Regions from separate parts of the Triticum aestivum genome. Here all the other regions are linked to region 1. Evidence: chromatin contacts called from public Hi-C data. All regions are on one chromosome and are shown on one strand. Each heading gives the region's core, a stretch centred on a gene start, on an enhancer-like site or on the middle of the called end of the contact. The rest is flanking DNA. Distances are from core to core; before and after follow the strand shown. Region 1 holds the start of LOC123111748 (proton pump-interactor BIP103). Region 2 holds the start of LOC123111743 (sulfite exporter TauE/SafE family protein 3). Region 3 holds the start of LOC123111746 (probable NADH kinase).

The links. Hi-C and Micro-C count contacts between places; a contact is called where the count stands out from the background.
Region 2: a Hi-C map of leaf shows a contact between it and region 1, with 7 times the contacts expected there. The contact joins the promoter of LOC123111743 here to the promoter of LOC123111748 in region 1. A contact is called at or near these places in 2 of 5 Hi-C or Micro-C datasets (both in leaf).
Region 3: a Hi-C map of leaf shows a contact between it and region 1, with 8 times the contacts expected there. The contact joins the promoter of LOC123111746 here to the promoter of LOC123111748 in region 1. A contact is called at or near these places in 3 of 5 Hi-C or Micro-C datasets (leaf and an unstated tissue).

Annotation. Positions count from the first base shown.
Region 1 is chr5B:339,841,144-339,844,484 of IWGSC CS RefSeq v2.1, forward strand. It overlaps LOC123111748 (proton pump-interactor BIP103), which reads left to right and starts at 1,850. Exons shown (of 8, transcript XM_044532601.1): 1 at 1,850-2,087.
Region 2 is chr5B:339,022,794-339,026,134 of IWGSC CS RefSeq v2.1, forward strand. LOC123111743 (sulfite exporter TauE/SafE family protein 3) reads left to right here and starts at 1,849. Exons shown (of 13, transcript XM_044532593.1): 1 at 1,849-2,123; 2 at 2,241-2,492; 3 at 2,813-2,972. The coding sequence starts at 2,292.
Region 3 is chr5B:339,327,496-339,330,836 of IWGSC CS RefSeq v2.1, forward strand. It overlaps LOC123111746 (probable NADH kinase), which reads right to left and starts at 1,720. Exons shown (of 5, transcript XM_044532598.1): 1 at 1,453-1,720; 2 at 551-796; 3 at 306-386; 4 at 11-162. The coding sequence starts at 1,578.

The DNA of each region.
Region 1 (3,341 bases), core at 600-3,099:
ACTGAGGGAGTCCTGGACTAGGGGGTCCTCGGGCATCCGGGCTATGCGATATGGGCCGGACTGATGGACCGTGAAGATACAAGACAGAAGCCCTCCCTCGTGTCCGGATGGGACTCTCCTTTGCGTGGATGGCAAGCTTGGCGTTCGGATTTTGCATCTTCCTTTCTCTGTAAACCGACTTTGTACAACCCTAGGTCCCTCCAATGTCTATATAAACCGGAGGGTTTAGCCCGTAGGGGCAGAATAATCATACATGCTAGACATCTATGGTTTAACCATTACGATCTCGAGGTAGACCAACTCTTCTAACCCCTATACTCATCAACGTCAATCAAGCAGGAAGTAGGGTATTACCTCCATTAAGAGGGCCTGAACCTGGGTAAATATCGTGTACCCTGCCTCCTGTTACCTTTGATCCTTATACGCACAGTTCGGGACCCCCTACCTGAGATCTGCCGATTTTGACACCGACAGGAGGCAACTGAGTTGTGGTTCTTCTTTCGTTGATGTCACCTCTAGAGAGATTAGGCGGTGGAGCAGTGATGACCTCGTCTACCCAAGTGGTGTTGTCCCGACGCTGGTGGCGCGGGATCGGGGCCGCAACTCGACGTTACAAGGAGGGCCAGATTGCAATATGTATTTTCTATTCAGGGTGCTTCTTATGAAGTGTTGGACCGAGGTGTAATTTTATGATGATGTTTTATGTAACCATATCATGAAGGGCAGGCAAACAAACATTACTATCCATGTCCGTGTATGTGATGTTGAAATCGTTCATCCATCCTCACACGATCAAGTGTCCTCGCCCTCCGCTCTTGCTTCGCCACCTTGACCTTGACGCAACGCCCTCCACTATCGCCTCCTACGTTCGACCAACCAATGGTGTTGAATGGAGGAGAACGGAGCCCCCCCCCCCCCCCCAATCGATGTCCTCCACGCCGTAGGCAACATCGCCACTGCCACACGTCCCGTTCAAAACTGGTAGTGATCAGCCAACACATGCACCAAAGAGCAGGTTCTTCTACTGCCCTCTAATTTTCTCCTCTTGGGTTCTATCATTCTTTAATTTGTCTTATCTTTTGTTTGAATATAAGTGTCATGTTATGCCATGATTTAGATTATTTTGATTTGTGTACTTGTTTCAAGTACCTAACTGACTTCAAGAATAGACATTTTGGGATAAAGCATGGAAGATTCAGTCAGCATGAGTGCAAGTTAGATTGATTTTATATACTCCTTTCTTGCGTTATACTTTTTCTAGTTCTTGCGAATGAAACCACTTTGAATAATTCATTGCGTTGATCGTCTTGCCGGGATGCGTGTTCTTGGCCAATTAATTTCCTTGATTGTCTTATTTGATTGCATTCGTTGCCTTGATTTTTCCGTTCCTTTAAAAGTTCACCCCGACTAACTTCTAACCTTGGATCCGCCACTGAAACGCTAAGATTTTGGTAGTTAATGTGCTATTAAAGCTCGGTTTGTGAAGGTCAAACTAAAATTTTGATTCGCTAAGAATTGTATGCTAGTAGTAATGAGTTTGGATCACAAATCAAGCGTAGCTAAAAAAGGAGACCCACTGAAATGGAGTATACAGTAATTTGAATCATTGTTCGAGAAGAAATGCAAGAGCACAAAAACGTGACACTGGATCCAGGTCGCGTTCGCTCAAACTTTATGGACGCTTCCCAACCGGCAGCCTCTATCCGATTATCCGCACAGCTGGACCCGCCACTCGCACCACGTTCCATCCAGCTGACGCACACCGCAGCGCCGCCCTGGGCTGGGTCCGTCCGTCCGTCCGTCCGTCGGATTTTTTCCCCATGCGGCCGAGCACGCCGGGTGCGAAGGGGGAAGCGCACCGGTAATTTCCCACCAATAGCAACCAGACAAAAACCGGCGAAAGAAGGAGACGAGATATAGAAGGAAAAAACCATTCCCGTATTTATAACCCCGCTTCCAGTTCTGGGCACGCAGCCCAAACCCCCCCTCCCCTCCCAAATCCCATCCAGATTTGGCCGCCCCACCGCCGCTGCCCCGCCGCCAGATCGGAGCGCGGCCCCGGTCCGATCCCGCTCCGCCCTCCCCAGGTGAGCTCCCGACCCCGCTCGGCTGCCGGCCTACTCGAACCCCGTTCGTATCTTCTCCGATCCGTGTCCTAGAGTAGGAAGCGCGCGTGATCTGATGCGCTGGTGCAAGTTGATGCGTGTTTTTTTTTTCCTTAGATTGTATCATGCTTGGTTTGGTTTTGCGATCTGCGGTGCCGGGAGCCAGGCAATGCGATGATGATGCGCGCGTGGGAATTGCCGCGGCTAGCTCCGTAGATCTAGATCACCTGGCCGCCTGAACTTGGACTGCGTGCTGGATGGAGGAGACGGGCTTGTGATCCGCGATGCCTCGTGAACCACGCCGGGTGGTGGATCCGCGATGGAGCTGGGTTCGGGGTTCGGCCGGTGCTTCCGATGCGGAATTACCTGCCCCCACGAGGAGGTCCAGCCTGCTGCGATCTGTACTATAGTGTTTTGTAGTGACGAGACTTGCAGCTGACGGCAACCTGGAGTGCCTGGTGGGTGCGTGCGGTGACTTGAGTTAGGATCACTCATTTTGACACATAGATCGGGTAACCTATAGTATTCCCCTATCGTCATGGATAGAAAGGTGCTTCACTGTTTTGGAAGAAATAGATCTATTGATGGGAAGTGAAGCATGAGCTTGTTTGATGATAATTATCCATTTTATCGCTTTAGCCTTTATGTTTCCATTTCCAGCCAATTCCGCTAGTATTGGCACCACAAATTAGCTAGGAGTAGTTATGATTTCAAGTGTACTCTTCTTATTAGCCCAGTCAAGCATTTCTCTAGTTGTATTCGCGCAAAAAAACATTTCTCTAATTGGACAATGGTTATGCTGATTGATTGCTTTCAGTTTAAATTACGTGCCAACTTGGTTTCACTAAACTGCATGTTTTCCCCACTAGAAACCAACACAACACAAATACCAAATTAACTATGTTTTCATAAAGTATTACCATAAACATACAATTCCATGCAATCCCATCATCTTGGTGTCCTGCAATGTGGTGAGTGGCCTGCATTTACCTGACCAGTTGTTTAGTGTCCAACACCACCTTGGCTACACAACGCGAGCCTTGGGTTATGACATATGCACCCAAACCCATGTGCACTTGCCTTGTAAAACTTCAACTCAACCCAGACCAAGATTGTGTTAGACAACTTTTAGAAATTTCCGACTATCACAGAAATGGCAAAACATAAAAACAACTATAACCACTGTGTCTACTGTTCGTATAATGCCCCCTCTCACTTTGCATATAAATAGTAAGT
Region 2 (3,341 bases), core at 599-3,098, 820 kb before region 1:
AGAAAATCACTGATTTGAAAAAAGCAAACAAATTTTAAAATAGTTCAGGGATTTGAAGAAAGTATGTTTACTTTTTAAAATTACGTGACCTTGAAAAAACTACATGAATTTGAAAAGAGTATATGAATTTCAAAAGGTTCACAGATATGAAAAAAATACGCGAACTTGAGTCAGCATGGGTCAAACCCCGGGTAGGTCAGCACCAAAACCGGCCAAAACCGAGACCAAGGACGAACCTTGTCCGGTTTCGATAGTTGGGGGTGTAAGTTGTCCGGTTTCGTAGTTGAGGGACCAAATCTAGATTTCACCAAGAGTTGAGGGACGGAAACCCATATTAAAATTCTATCATATGAATGAATCATAATTTGGAAAAGACGACCAAACAAGTTTGCTTAAAGGCGAGGCGGGCGGTGGAGGAGGAGGAGCGCGCGTGTACAACTCCTATTTCAAATTCTCAATAGCAAGTGGTAGAGCAACCCTTATAAAAAGGTTTCACTTTTCTTACTGTAGCAGTGTGGTACTAAACTTTCCACCAAACTTCCCACAACTTGCCGTACACACATTCATGACCTTTAAAGATTAACCAGATATTATTGTTTTATATGGGCCTAAGCCCATCCATAATCCATCAAACGTGTGGTTGCAGGAGAAAAGAGGCAAAGCTGCAAAAAGTCATACACATATAATCGGCGGATGGCGACCATACGAGCAAAATCACGTACACTCGTGAGAAAAAGCCTTTTGTTCCTTGCGCACGAGGGGTCCAAGCAAGCAAGCGGCGATAGAGCGCTGCTCCCTACGTTACGTACGGCTGGCAGTGGCAGTAGAGTAGAGTGGCGATGCCAAAAAGCAGTGCATTACTTGTGGTTTTGCTTGTTCCGTTATTCAGTTTGTTATAGGACAGCTTGTGCTCACCGATGGCTGGATTGTCGATATCCCTGGCTACCTAAGTTTCCTCGCAAGCCAGCCTTGGATGCATGGCGACAGTAATAACAACAACCAAGCACATGGATTTTCCTAGTAAAAGCGGCAGACAAACTACTATCCAGCCAAAAAGGAAGAGCAAATCAACAGAATAATAAAGAAAACAAAGGAAATGCGCGCCCCACACGAGGCGTTGTTGTTGTTGTTGTTGTTGTTCCATTAGTATGTCTTTGTGGATTTTAACACTCTTGTCCACGTAGAAAATAGTCCAGTAATAATGTTGGCGTCGGTGTCTCCAATGGATTCAGCCAAGGACAAGGAGGTGGTCTAGGTAGGAGCGACGGAAGAATGAAGCTGTCATGTGGACGCGATCTCCTTCTTTACTTTACACGTCTCAGTAGTACTATACCAGTATATATTTCATCTAGATCATGGACATGATAGTAACGTATAGTATAAACCAGCACCAACTTGCGCCTTCATTGTCCACTCCTGTACGAGATGGAAGCTGCACCCTCTGACATTTCATCGTTTCTCATTGGTTTTTCTTTACGAAAGTTTTTTAGTGTTTCTTTTCTAAAACTATCATATAGTTTCTTAGTGTTTCACAGGCCAAGTTCTCCTTTGTTTACCCTGCGAAAGAACTGCACTTTTTACTCGTCCGTGATCCCATCCTAGTCGTACCCGAAAAGAATTACTCCCTCCGTTCGTAAATGCTTGTTAGACGCAATAAATGTATTTAGATGTATTTTAATTTTGAATATCTATTTTATTTATTTCTGTGATAAGTAATTTGCGGACCAAGGAAGTAATCTACAGAACTATACTTCCCGGATCCAGGTTTCCTACACGTGATTCTCACTAAAAAGTGTCAACGGGCCGCTTCGTAATTTCGCCGCTGCGCAGCGGGTATATTGCAAACTGCCTCGCTGTCCCTCTAAATTTGGCCCGAGTTCGTTCGTAGCCTTCCCCCTTCTCACGTGTCTCTTCTCCCTCCCTCTTCGGTCTCCGCCGAATCCCAGCTCCTCCCGTCGCCCTCGCATTGCGTCCGGCTCCGGCGAGTTTCCTCCGCTTCCTTTCCCAATCCGAACCGCCGGAGACCACGGCTTCGACCGTCTTTGTCTTTCCCGCACGTCTGTCTTGTGCACCCGAGAGAGCCATCAGGAATCATCCAGACTAGGAGAGCCGCGGCGGCCTTCGTACGTTTCCGCAATCCCAAGCCGCAAACAAGGCGTTTCAATTCTGTGATTTCTCAGGCTCAGTCTGCCCTCCAGCTCTGATTATCTTCTTCTTTCTTTTGTTGTTGGGAAAAAAAGTAGGGAAGCGGTGCAGGAAGTTGCCTTTCTTGGCTTGGCTGGGTCCGAGGAATGGGGAGGAGGATGCGGCAAGCCATTGCCGTGCTAGGCGTCGCTTGCGCGGCCGCCTTCGCCGTCGCCGCCGCCGACCGTGGGCTCTCGCTGCCCAGCGACCGCGCCGTGGTGGTGGCGCCGGAGGAGATCAGCCTCCTCAACAAGATTGCCAATTTCATGTGGCAGACCGATAGGAACTCGTACCAGCATGTTTGGCCGGTAACACACAAAACAAACCCCAGCTTTCCGAGCATTTCTTTAACCAGCGCGTCTTTTCTACTAGCTTCTACTGTAGTTTGCTTTCAGCTATTTTATTAGCCATGAGATGAACCGCTGCACCTTTTTACCTGCTTGGTTTGTGGGAATTCAGTTTGACCCATGCATGAGGGAACTGAACTTTCTTGATTTAAATTAATTATTATGTAGCTCAAACTCCATACTACGTACATCTTTGTGTGTGATACTTTTTCAGTATATCTCTGTACCTCTTCTTTTTCGGATGTGTGGTGCTAATTTGGTGGATTTTCTGGATGTGGTAGCCAATGGAGTTTGGATGGAAAATGGTGCTGGGGTCGCTGATCGGATTCTTTGGCGCGTCATTTGGGAGCGTTGGAGGTGTTGGTGGTGGCGGGATCTTTGTACCGATGTTGACATTGATCATCGGGTTTGATCCAAAGTCTTCAACTGCCATATCCAAGTGTGAGGATCCAACTCTTTCCTTTGGGATTTTCTTCTTCTGTGCCTGCCTGCTCTGAAAGCAACAGTTCTTGCTGTCCCCAAGCATTCATTTCTCAAGCTTGTTCAGTATGCGGTGCTGTAAAGATTCCTTCATGTGTGCATTAGTTTGCCTGTTTTCTAGGTATCTTGCTTTTTAAGTATGAGGTGCTGTACTGATTAATTCATGTGTGCATTAGTTTACCTCTTTTCGAGGGATCTTGCTTGTCCTGTTACTGTTGGAAAGTTAGGCTGGCAAATTAGTTGGGAATTAGAGTATTTAAGTGTCCCAAAGGGGCAATTAGCGCTATTCTGTTTTGTTTGTGTTAGGTAGGTACCTTGTGATGGTTGCTA
Region 3 (3,341 bases), core at 470-2,969, 510 kb before region 1:
AAGTCAGTACCTTAATGAGAACCGCGATACACTTGCCGGACAGGGGTGTGACACCAATATATCATTCAGAGCATAAGTTGGTAGCTGGGATCCATTTAGTTTCACAGATATTCTTGACAGCTCTGAATAGTGTCTACTGCCAGCAAGGGTTGCATCAAGTATCTGAGAATATGTCATGTTCAAGAGAACGGTAACATTCAAGAAATTTGGTAAATGTTCCGACTGTATAAAAGCAGACTAGTGTGATTTCTGTAAGAAAACGAATTGAGACCCTCAAGCAAGAAGACTAGGCGACAGAAACATACCTGCTCAAAGTTCCTGGCAGTAGCTGCACAAAGATATCCGGTGCTTCTTCTCGCATCAAATTCCTCGGTTAACTCTTCAACCTGCATGGCGTTATAAAACCATAAACATACCCATCAAGCATATGTATAACCATTAGTCTGCTTAGAAGCGTGCAAAGAAGAACATATGCAAATGATAGTCAACAAGCATTGCTAATGTGATTGGTTTCAATAGATGATTATTGGCAAACGTCCAAAGAACTAACCTCATCAGAACACGTAGGATCCGAATTAACACCTAAAATGGGAATCGAGCTATCCAAAAAATGGCTAGCCCGTAAAAGTGTGCCATCACCACCGACAGTAATCACAAGATCCACATCATGTATTGGATTTGACAAATGATTTCGCTGCACTGAGATCCAGTCAAGGGGCTTGCGCTGTAGTACACTCTTACAGAGATTGATTGTGTCCTTGTGGACTCTGCATCTATGGTCCAGATAACTTAAGATCTGCAACAAGACATTAAATTGACGATAAGAGGCATGAAACCCTTAATTCATGTCGGTAAAAATGGTTATGCAGCAAGAAAGTGGGAAATGAAGCTTGTTAGATTCAGCTAGTTATGCAACTTCTCCCAGTAGATGTTGATCTGACAAGCAAGATGGCAGATTTCTCAATAACAGACAGTAATTCAGGCTGAAATCCAACTGGAAGTCCACATTGTGACCTAGAAAGGATTTCTGGCACCCACCAGTTCATAGAACACTGCACCTCGAGTCCTAATCACTGACCAGAGCTCATACTCCACACAAGTATTTCAACAAACAGCTGGTGTGCTCAGTGCCAGCCCATGGGAAGTTCAAACGACATGTATTGTAACAAAAATGGAGATGAAAAATCATACAGCCAGACGCCAAAGACGCGCACAGATAACAATGGATCAGCGCAAGCACGGTCCTTTAGAAACCATTGGTTAACCAGCTCAAGTTCACGATTTCTGAACGACGAGGTGAACTCCACTCCACCACCATTTTATCCCAACGGCTCGCCGGAGCACGGGAACTTGGGAGTCCACCGGAAACCCCCTCCGGCGCATCGACAACCGTGAACGCCGGCGTAACCAAGGTTTCTCGAAACGGAGAGGGTGAGCGAGAGAGGTGCGGACCTTGGGGTTGGCGGCGCGCGGCGGCGGAGGCGGTGGCGGGAAGGTGAGGGAGGAGGCGCCGGAGAGAGGGCGCGGAGGGTAGACATCGAAGGGCTTGAGGTAGAGGAGCACGCGGCGGCGCGCCATTGGAACTGGGGAGAGGACACGGCCACCTCGCTGGTGGCTCGGCTCCCTCCGGAAGGCTTCCGTCCGGACGCTCGGCGACTCCAACCAGCCGACCCAAAGGCACACGTAATGTGCTAGACAGGGGTCCACGCCATTCGTTTTTTTCATCAAATATACTGCCTCTCTCCCATTAATATTAGAGCGTTCTACACTAGTGTTAAAAGCATGTCGTAGATTTAGCGAAATAAATCTACTCCAGCTGAGTACAAGGTTATACTAAAACTATTACTACAATTAATTTGAACCGGAGGTAGCATTTTTGCATGGTATCATATTCAGGCCAGCTAGGGGTGGAATTCGAGCCGAGTCGAGCCAGCTCGACTCGACTCGCTAAAGCTCGTTTCATTAACGAGCTAGCTCGACTCGACTCGTTACTATAACGAGCTTAAATTCAAGATTGGCTCGACTCGTATAACTTGCGAGCTGACTCGTTTAGCTTGTTAAGCTCGTTAAAGATATGAACATAAAAACCTTACGAATACGACAAAAAGATTAACTGGGAATTTAACATGGACATATATGGTCATGTACATGTGAGTCTCCTAGGTGACTAGGCTTTGAGCGGTTGGGCCTTGTGCTTGGACGCAAGGTGTTTAGTGTTTGTTTTTACTACCCATCAAAAAACACTGATTCTTTTACCGAGCCTAACGAGTTATACGAGTACTTGTGAGATCGGCTCGTTTAACTCGTCCTGTAAACGATCTTAAACTAAAGCTCGGCTCGACTCGTTATTGTTCGAGTTCGAGCCGAGTCATGAGCTACTTGTTTAGCTCGCGAGTTTCGAGCTTTTTTTCCAGCCCTAAGGCCAGCATAAACATTGCACACAAAAATCACATGTGCATACCATAACCATAGTTAATGCATCTCGATCATAGTTCATGGAAAACAAACAAATATAGGATGATTACGCATCTCGGTCCATCATGAACTTTTGCTTCCTCTCAAACCAAGCCCCTTTTTGGGGTCATCTTACTCAAATCGGTTGCCATGACCTTCGCTTTCTTGAAGATTAGCACAATTCTTTTGCTTCACCTCCACTTTCTTGGCTGACCGGGCATTTTCATCATTGATTGTGAGATTCTTCTTTTGTAGGTCAAACGAGTTCTTCATGGCCTCTTCTTTCTCTTGGCACTTCCTCTCTTTCCTCTTTTCCTCTTCTCACTTGATCCCTCCTTTTGGGTTATGAACCCCTTCAAAGTTTCTTGCAAGGCGAGTGTCGAAGCATCATGTTTTACATCTACCTTGGAGTTGGTCTTCCCTCTCAGCCTCTTCTCGCTTAGGTCGACCAACGATGAGTCCCTCCCCCCTCAATTTTTTGTGCCGCATATTGGTCCTTCCACTTTTAGACAATCATTGATTTTCATCAACAACAGGTCAAGGTAAATGGCTTGCACCCATTTCGTTCTTGAAAGTTTCCAAAGCTTGAAACACCTTCATATATAGATGAAACCAACAAGATACATTTATATGCATAGGAGGACGGTATGTGCTCATATGAAGAGGGAAACGAACAATATACCAAGTCCTTGACGCCAATGCCACTCACAGGGCGGGCAACAACATGATCATAGAAGCCACAAAATTTGCTACACTCCGCTTGGATAAAGCCCCACCTCTTTCAAAGTGACACGTCCCTCCGGTCACTCTCAAATTTGTACGGCTCAAACTTAGTATGTTCATGGAAGAAATCATGGACCCTCCACCAAAATGTTGAACCCTTTTTC